3 separate regions of the Mus musculus genome follow, and regions 1 and 3 are each linked to region 2. The links are chromatin contacts, called in public Hi-C and promoter capture Hi-C maps. All regions are on one chromosome and are shown on one strand. The core of a region is the stretch at or near the end of the contact, and the rest is flanking DNA. Distances in the headings are between cores, read along the strand shown.

The links. Promoter capture Hi-C pulls out the DNA fragments that hold promoters and counts their contacts. A called contact is a pair of places that touch in the nucleus more often than the background predicts.
Region 1: a contact with region 2 is called in a Hi-C map of Th1 cells, with 4 times the contacts expected there. The contact joins the enhancer-like site here to the promoter of Cd247 in region 2. A contact is called at or near these places in 1 of 39 promoter capture datasets (hippocampal neurons), 2 of 484 Hi-C or Micro-C datasets (the G1E-ER4 cell line and Th1 cells) and 1 of 115 datasets of contacts at active chromatin or transcription factors (embryonic stem cells).
Region 3: a promoter capture Hi-C map of stem cell-derived epiblast-like cells shows a contact between it and region 2, with 3 times the contacts expected there. The contact joins the promoter of Tmco1 here to the promoter of Cd247 in region 2. A contact is called at or near these places in 2 of 39 promoter capture datasets (embryonic stem cells and stem cell-derived epiblast-like cells), 1 of 484 Hi-C or Micro-C datasets (B cells) and 1 of 115 datasets of contacts at active chromatin or transcription factors (extraembryonic endoderm stem cells).

What each region holds. Positions count from the first base shown.
Region 1 is chr1:167,270,253-167,272,952 of GRCm38.p6, reverse strand. All of the region lies in intron 1 of Uck2 (uridine-cytidine kinase 2), which reads left to right. Among named protein-coding and RNA genes, the nearest start is that of Gm46170, 4.7 kb to the right of the region's middle. Within about 2 kb of position 1,387, at least 256 of the 459 cell types and tissues checked have an H3K27ac peak or open chromatin away from gene starts, as enhancers often do. A contact at or near this core is called in the G1E-ER4 cell line, Th1 cells, embryonic stem cells and 1 more, where this site is marked.
Region 2 is chr1:165,787,365-165,790,064 of GRCm38.p6, reverse strand. It overlaps Cd247 (CD247 antigen), which reads right to left and starts at 1,384. Exons shown (of 8, transcript NM_001113391.2): 1 at 1,179-1,384. The coding sequence starts at 1,236.
Region 3 is chr1:167,307,371-167,310,070 of GRCm38.p6, reverse strand. It overlaps Tmco1 (transmembrane and coiled-coil domains 1), which reads right to left and starts at 1,401. Exons shown (of 7, transcript NM_001039483.1): 1 at 1,138-1,401; 2 at 688-765. The coding sequence starts at 1,207.

The DNA.
Region 1 (2,700 bases), core at 138-2,637, 1.5 Mb before region 2:
GGGTTTCTCTGTGTAGTCCTGGCTGTCCTGGAACTCACTTTGTAGACCAGGCTGGCCTCGAACTCAGAAATCCGCCTGTCTCTGCCTCCCGAGTGCTGGGATCAAAGGCGTGCGCCACAACGCCCCGTGCAATAAGCGTTCTTAACCACTGAGCCATCCAGCCCCACTGTCGCACATCTAATAGGATGGAAAGCACATTATACATGTTTCACAGTTTACACAGGCTTTGTGCTCCGTTCATCAAAAAGGGACACTTTAAGTAGCAGTGTTTAGTAGGATCTTATAGAAGTTTATAATACACATAATTATGTATCATTATAATACATATAAATATGGTAATCATCCAAAGGAGGCCATACAAAATGACACACAGCTTTATAAAGTGTGTTTTTAAAGTCTCTGATCTAGTGAAGGCATGCCTGATTGCCTAGCAACACACTAAACTTAGAAGATAAAATATTACCAGTTTTAGTGGAGCACACCTTTAATCCCATCAATAAGGAGGCAGAAAGAAGCAGGTATCTCTGTGACTTTGGGCCAGCCTGGTCTACCTAGTGAGTACCGGGACACCCAGGGCTACATAATAGATCCAGTCCCAACAACCCTTCTCCCCACACAAATGGACTTGTGATCCTATTGGTAATGCCTACTTCTGACTAGGACTCAGAGCTCAGGGTTGGAACTGGGGGCTGCATGTGGCCTGCAGCATGTGTGGGGGCTTCACAAGCCCATTTCTGCTAGGTGTGCTGGGGGCAGCATCACACAGAAGCAGTGTGGCCGTTCTGTCTCAGGAGAGAGCCCACGACGCTTATGTGTTCCATATTTGGTTGTCTGAGGAAGTCCCATTTTGGAGACTGGTCCTGGAGCTGTGCCATAGCTCTCACGACTTATTGATCTCTGGAGGTCAAACATGGTGTTTTGATTAGCCACCGACTGCATTTCCCCTACTCTGTCGCTTCTGTGGGGAAAGCCAACATTTGAGAGCAGAACATTATGGAGCAATACGCCCTATTTGAATGAGGGAGGCATGAACACCATTCTGGAGGAAGAGCAAGCCGCAGGACCTTCCTGGTCTGCTGTCCCCAGTCCCCAGAGCACTGCAGCTGGGTTGACCCTTTGTTTCCCCAGATGGATGCACCCGCACTGAGGACACCACCAGGCCTTCCAGGGGATTGTGTTCACTGTGAGATTTGAGGTCTTCCATTGTAATCCAATGGAAGCTTTTATGGCATCGGTCACTGTGCCCAGTTAGGGTGGAGACCTCGCAGGCTTGTGGCAAAAGTGTTTTCAGGTGAGTTGGGGACAGGGAACATAGGCCTTGTACTCTGTCAGGCTCCAGTTCCTGGCCTGTCTTGGCCTGTTTTTAATCTGGTTCTTTTGACCTCATCCCTACATCTGTGAAAAGGAGATAAGGTCTGGCTTGTGAGAACACCGGCCCCAGTGTATACACAGTGGTGTCTAAACCGGGAACAATCGCCCTCCTGTTACCTGCCTTCATGTTCTACAGTGTGTGTGCTGCCAGAACAGCCTCTCTGATCAGTCTATTGTTAAACATATTCCCAGTACTTATTTGTTTTATTGGGGAATACCTCCCTCTCCACCCAGACAGGGTTCCTTTGTATAGCCCTGGCTCAATCCTCCTGCCTCTCCCTTTGGAGAGCTGGGATCAAAGGCATGTGCCACCACTGCCAGGCTTAATTGGGGGATATACTTTGGAATATATAGCAAGACCCTGATACATACAACACAAACCGTAATGACCCCCGAACCATTGACTATGTCTTACTCCTGAAGGAAGAGGGCGCTTCCATTCTCAGCCAGGCACTCCTCAGTTGGTAATGTGATGTGAAGGTTGACTGTGCGCTGGGGATCTCTGAGGTGTCAGAGAGTGCCACGTGAGTAAGCTCTGGGCAGATCAAGAGGAGCTGGAGAGAGTTTAATGGGGAAGTCTTCCTTGCGGGATTTAAGTGTAATCACCCTCCCCTGCCACCCCTCCCCCCCAGTCTCTGGATCCTGTGAAGCCATTGCTTGCCGAGCTCACCTTTCTGCATCACGTGACTGTGCTGTTTCCTCTAGGACGCGTCTACTGCAGTGGCCCATAACCTTCCCAGTGCTGCAAACTGTGGTGGTGTTGGGGTGACTCGCAACCTTAAAACTATGTTTGTTGCTACTGTTATGAGTTGTAGTGTAAATATCTGTTAAGCAGGATATCTGATAGTCAGCCCCTGTGAAATAGTCACCCTACCTCCCCCAGGGGGGTCGAGACCCACTGATCGAGAACCACCGGTCTACTGTGCACCCCCACCCCAGCCCCAACCTCCGCCCTCAGGCTGCTGCTGGCTTCCTGCCTCCCATTGTTCTCTCGGTTGCTTTGTGTATTCTTTCTTCTTGGGCTTGGGTCCCGCCTCTGAAGCTCCTTGGCTCACTGCGCGTCTCCCTTCTGGAGTCTGCTCAGTCATCACTTGTCCCGAGCCCCCTTCCCGTGTCCTCAGCTGTCACCCTGCATTTCCACTCAGTGTGTGAGACCTGGAATCCTGCCAGTCCCACCTGCAACCTTCCCTTCAGCTACTCGGGAGAGACACCTTGCTGCTGTCACCCCCACCCCCCCCCCCCGTCAGTCTGTCCATCCAGGCTGCCCATCCCCTCCGTTCCACTTGTGAATCTCTCTTGGAATCTTAGCCAGGCTTCCATCATTTCCAG
Region 2 (2,700 bases), core at 135-2,634:
GAACCCCATGACGCTAGCCCAGGACTGTGCAGTTTCCTGGTGGTAACAATCATGTGTTGGCCATTCCTGCCTTGTCACCCGACAAACTGTCACCCTCAGGAGAGCTCTAAATTGGAGGAAGGGTACCCCTTACAGCTACCATCCTTGTCTTTCTAGATTCAAATACAGATTGTCCCATTTCTTGTAAAACGGCCATGACACCAATCTTGTGAGTGGTGTCTTTTGTCTTCTGTTCCCTCGCTTCCACCCCGACTGCTGAACTAGGAAGCACACTAAGGCTACCGCATGCCAAATGCCAGGCATTGGAGGGATGCAGTGGGCTCTGGCGCAAGTTGTCTTCTGGGCTGGTTGTGACTCGTGATGGTCACGTATTAACACATATTCTTCAACCTGTTGCTAGCATTTCTGTCCGTGTCTCTGGCTGCTTGGCTCAGATAGAGAGCCATGTGAGTATATCACAGAGAATCAGTATGTCATAGGGTAGCTGGTGGCTGTGATGTGGGGGACAGCCTTGACAGGGTGAGCTTAGACTTAAATGCTCTGGGCCAGAAGGTGGCAATGCGCCTTGCAAAAGGCTGCAAATATGGATGCCTACTCCGTACGCCTCCCTCCCTCCCTGCCTCAAGTTCTCTTGTAGGGGCTCGGCCTCTACCAGATGTTTCAGGATACTCAGGGTCACAGGCCATGACCCTTTCTGACTGACCATGGCAATGTCCTTTATTGGCAAAGGAGGAAAGAACGGGGCTGAGCGGCAATGCCAACCAGAGAGGGGCGGAAGGAGTCATGATATCTGGAAACCAGAGTAGAGGAGCGAGGCCTAGCTGGCTGGTGTTTCGGATCCTGTGCCGCTTCTCCCGTCCGCGCAGAGCTGTCTCAGTTGCTGACTCGCTGCGTTTCTCCTTGCCCTTTCCCTCCACAGTCTTTTTCTTTTGCCTTTATCATTAGACAATCTACAACTGTGTTTTCAAACAGCTGGCCCCCAACCGATAACCAGCTTGGCTGTCACAGAGCAGACGCCTGGGTGGGACCCAAGCCCACACTGCCGCTGCCCACTCTGCCCGTTGACTTTGGGAAGACAAGCTTTAAAAGAAGCACCAGGTCCTTGGCACCCCTCCGCTGCCCCTCAGACACACGGAGAGGCTCTAAAAGGGTCGAGCCGCGGGAAACAGAGCCCTTACCTGCTCCTGGGAACCGCACGTGGAGGATGCAGGCGAGAACAGACACTTTCCACTTCATCTTCTGCTTCCCTGGGATGGTACCCAGAGGCAGAGGCAGAGGCAGCTATGCCTGGGAGGATGAGGAGAAAAGGAGGCGCTGATGGAGTCTCTGCTGGCTTTGTTCTGTGGCTGACACCCCAGGAAGTGGAGGACTGTGGGCCTTTGAGACAGCACCTGCCAGCAAGACACCCTCTCACTCCCCCTCTCGATTCATAGGCAGGAAGTTCTGAAGGTTTGGAGGTTTGGGGTGTAAGAATGTGCATCCGTCTGAATTTTGCTTTTTCTTCAATTTGACTGTAGTTTAATGTACTTTTTTATTATTTTAATTCTTTACTAATTTGTACGTGACTCTCAATTGCTGAAGTCAGACCCTAGGCATATATCTAAGTTGCTGTGTGGCCTTGAAGCATCTCCAGACGTCAGCTTCTTTATCTGAAGCACAAAGAAAGGAGGATATTTGAGGTATAGTTCTGAACTTGGCCTCAATTCAGACCATAAATAGTGTGAAATACTATAGCTTACATTGTTTTCAAAATTCTTTTCCCTGAGACAAATCTCACTATTTAATCCAGGCTGGTCTTGAACTCACAATTTTCCCTCCTCAGCTTTCCACAGGTCAAGATTACAGTATGTGCCACCAAACCGAGGTCACATGCTTCCTCTAATTGTCAACTTTTCACCCTTGGGGTCATTTACAGTAAGAAAACGATAAAAGTCAGGCCTAGATTGCCTGCCTGTAAATCGTATCACTCATGTGGCAAAGGCAGGAGGAGTGTGAGTTTGAGGTCACACTGGACTAACAGTGAATACCTGGCCAACTTGAGCTGTGTAGCAAGACTGCCTCAAAACAAAATAAAAAATAAAACTGAGAAATAAGCATAACGGAGAGTTGTAGGTGAGTGTACACAAGCTTTGAGACGGGACAGAGACCCGGAAAGGATCATGTGGATGGGAGGGTGCCTCTGGTTTCTTTGATTTAAAAAAGAAAGTCAAGAAGTCCACAGTTACTTTTCAGTCTACCAGCCTTCTAAATGGAAAGACAATATTATCAAATCTGGAGGCAGAGAGCTGGTTCAGGTAGTTTCTGCCAAGCCTGACAGTCTGAATTCCATCTTCAGAGCCCACATGGTAGATGGGAAGCCATTCTTGTAAGATGTCCTCTGAGCTACACACACACACACACACACACACACACACACACGCACACACATAAACCACACACATACATACACCATACACACATATACCACACACATGGCATACATACACATATATACCACACATACATACACACACATCATACACACATATACTATACACATACATACCACAAATACATACACATACACACACCATACACAAATATACCTCACACATACATACACCATACACACATATACCACACACATAACATACATACATGTACATAGCACATATACATACACACACCACACACATACATACACCATATACACATATATAC
Region 3 (2,700 bases), core at 152-2,651, 1.5 Mb before region 2:
AACTTGGCTAAACTTTAAAGGGTACCACTCCCACTGACACTAGTCACAGTGACTTATTCTCCAAACACAGCTCACACATTCAAATCTCCATGTTTACGTGATTTTTCCTTTCCCTAGAATTTCCTCTCCCTCTTTTATCTTCTATCTACATTCTAACTAATCCACAAGGCACTGGGTCCATCTGTACCATGAGATCTTCCATAGTCTCTCACAACAGAACAGGACCTCTTCTTTAGAATGAAGACTCTGTGTGTGTGTGTGTGTGTGTCTGCCATGACCCCTTTCCCCTTTAGCTCCCCGCCCCCCCCCCCCCCCCCCCCGTTTTAGGCAAGGTCTCGACAGGAAGTAGATCCAGCCTGGAATGCACTATGTAGACCAGGCCTGCCCTATCTGGAGCTCTACCACACCCAGATTCCTTTTAGCTTTATTAAAGATGCTGCACAAAGGTCTTTGATTTCTATCTTTACCAAGTTAGAGTATGGTTTTGTTTGTAACATGAATCTCCCTATGTAGCCCACACTAGCTGCGAACTCACAATCATGTCCATCTCCTGAGTGTTGAGATTTCAGTTGCCCTAACAAGGAACACTGGCTTGTAGTATTCTTGGTATACTCCTCTCTTAGTTACTGTGAACATGCACCCATTGAACTTCCCGTGTTGAACCGTCCACCGTCTTACCATACTCACATTTTTTACTTTGTTTTTCCACTTCTGCCTTCAATCTCTTGTATTTGTCTGTCCTGTAAACCAGGACCCAGGTTATGCCTAAACAGTAAAAGCAACATGCTAATGAGAAATAAATGGAAATCACAACAAACCATCTTTAATTGTTAGTATTGGAGACAAAAGGATTTCGACATTTTGCTCTATACTTATCAGTAACTTTTTTCAAAGTCAGATCAACCCATGTTTTGTTTTGTTTTTTTCAGTGTATCCACAAATACGTAAAGAAAATCAGGACGTATGACTCCACACTACTCTCCTGCTTCTATAGGGGGATGAGCCCGGGATTTCTTGCAACGGACCACGCAGGCCGCAGGGAGTGAGGCTCCCGATCTTTGCTCATGGGGTGCGAGGGACCCCAGTGCCCTTCCACCCTGGGATTAATCAAACGTCCAAGGAAACAGCCGCCCTCACCCTCGGCGAGCAGCGCGGTGCACACGGAGATAAAGACGATGAGCAGCGTGTCTGCAAACATGGTGCTCATCTCGCCCGTCTGTCCCCGCGCTCCCACCCTCCGCGGGGGGAAAGCACTCCAGAGCCAGAGAGACCGGGAAGAGACGTGGCGGGACCGACCCTCGAGGAGCGCTACAACTTTGACAGCCCCGAGTCTACACTTCCGCTTCCGGGGCGCCGACCCGGAACTACAGGCTTCACTCCCGCCGTCTGGCCGCCATAGTCGGGAGAGAGCGGCAACGCGCAAGTCTCGGGGGCCGAAGGCGCGCGCCAGGCCCGGTCTCGCGAGAGTTGGAAAGCCAGGTCGGTCGGAGGATGGCGGTGTGGTGGCGGCGGCGTTGCGACCTCGGCAGTGCGTTACCTGCTCTCCGAGCCCGATCGCCTACCTCACACTAGAACCCTGTCACACGGTGGCTGGACTTCACCCGCATCCCCGCCTCCGTGGCCGAAAAGTTAGGCCACCGCGTGCGGAGCGTCAGGGTCTGGGGGCTCGCCCCGGTCCTGGGCTGGGCGAGCCGAGTCGAGGAGTCCTCGGGCGCTGGTTAAACCAGCCTTTATGATGCCGGGGACGCCGTTGGAGGAGAAGGGCTGCACAACTCGCTTGCTGCGGCCGGGCTTTTATTGGAAGGAACGGTGGCGCAGTCGAAGGGGAAGAAGTGAAAACGTTGAATTTGAGTTAGAAGTGTTTTGGGGGCTGGGCGGTGGTGGCGCACGCCTTTAATCCCAGCACTTGGGAGGCAGAGGCAGGCCGATTTCTGAGTTCGAGGCCAGCCTGGTCTACAGAGTGAGTTCCAGGACAGCCAGGGCTATACAGAGAAACCCTGTCTCGAAAAAAAAAAGAAAGAAAGAAAAAAAAAAACAGCCGGGGGGTTGGGGGGGGACGGACACGGGGATAGAAAAAGGTGTGGTGTGTAAAAGTAGGATGTCTTGAGAGAGCCTCATACACTCAGATGTCCTCCGTGATGGACTGTAAATTACCGTGTGCAAGCGGGGCGAGAAAATGACGGGAAGGCCTTGATATAAGAGCACTCGATTCCTCCCAATTCTCAGATCTGCTCTTTTTCCTCAAGAAAACTCAGAAGTCTTCCTTTGTGCGTCCTTGTGTTTTTTTGAGACAGGGTTGCACTATGGAGCCCTGGTTGACCTGGAGCACTCAAGAGACCCCCCTGTCCTAGCTTTCCATAACTGTGCCACCATGCCCAGTTTGACTTCCATTTTCTGTCATTGTTCTTCCAAATTTCACTGCACACAATTTATAAATCTTCTGTAGCATTACCTTTTTAGTTTCTCTTGCCTTATATTTATCCAGGACTCCTTTAATAGATATTAAATATATGTCTATTAAATAAAGATATAACTATAAATATACGTCTTTAATAGACATTAAATATATGTCAGGAACAGTACTGGGCCCTGTAAGATGGAGCAAGATAAGATTCCTTGGTTCCAAAATTCCCCAGGGAAATTGTACGCCATAGTAAGATAGAATTATAGCTAAAGTGTTGAGAGCGCAAGACCGATTCT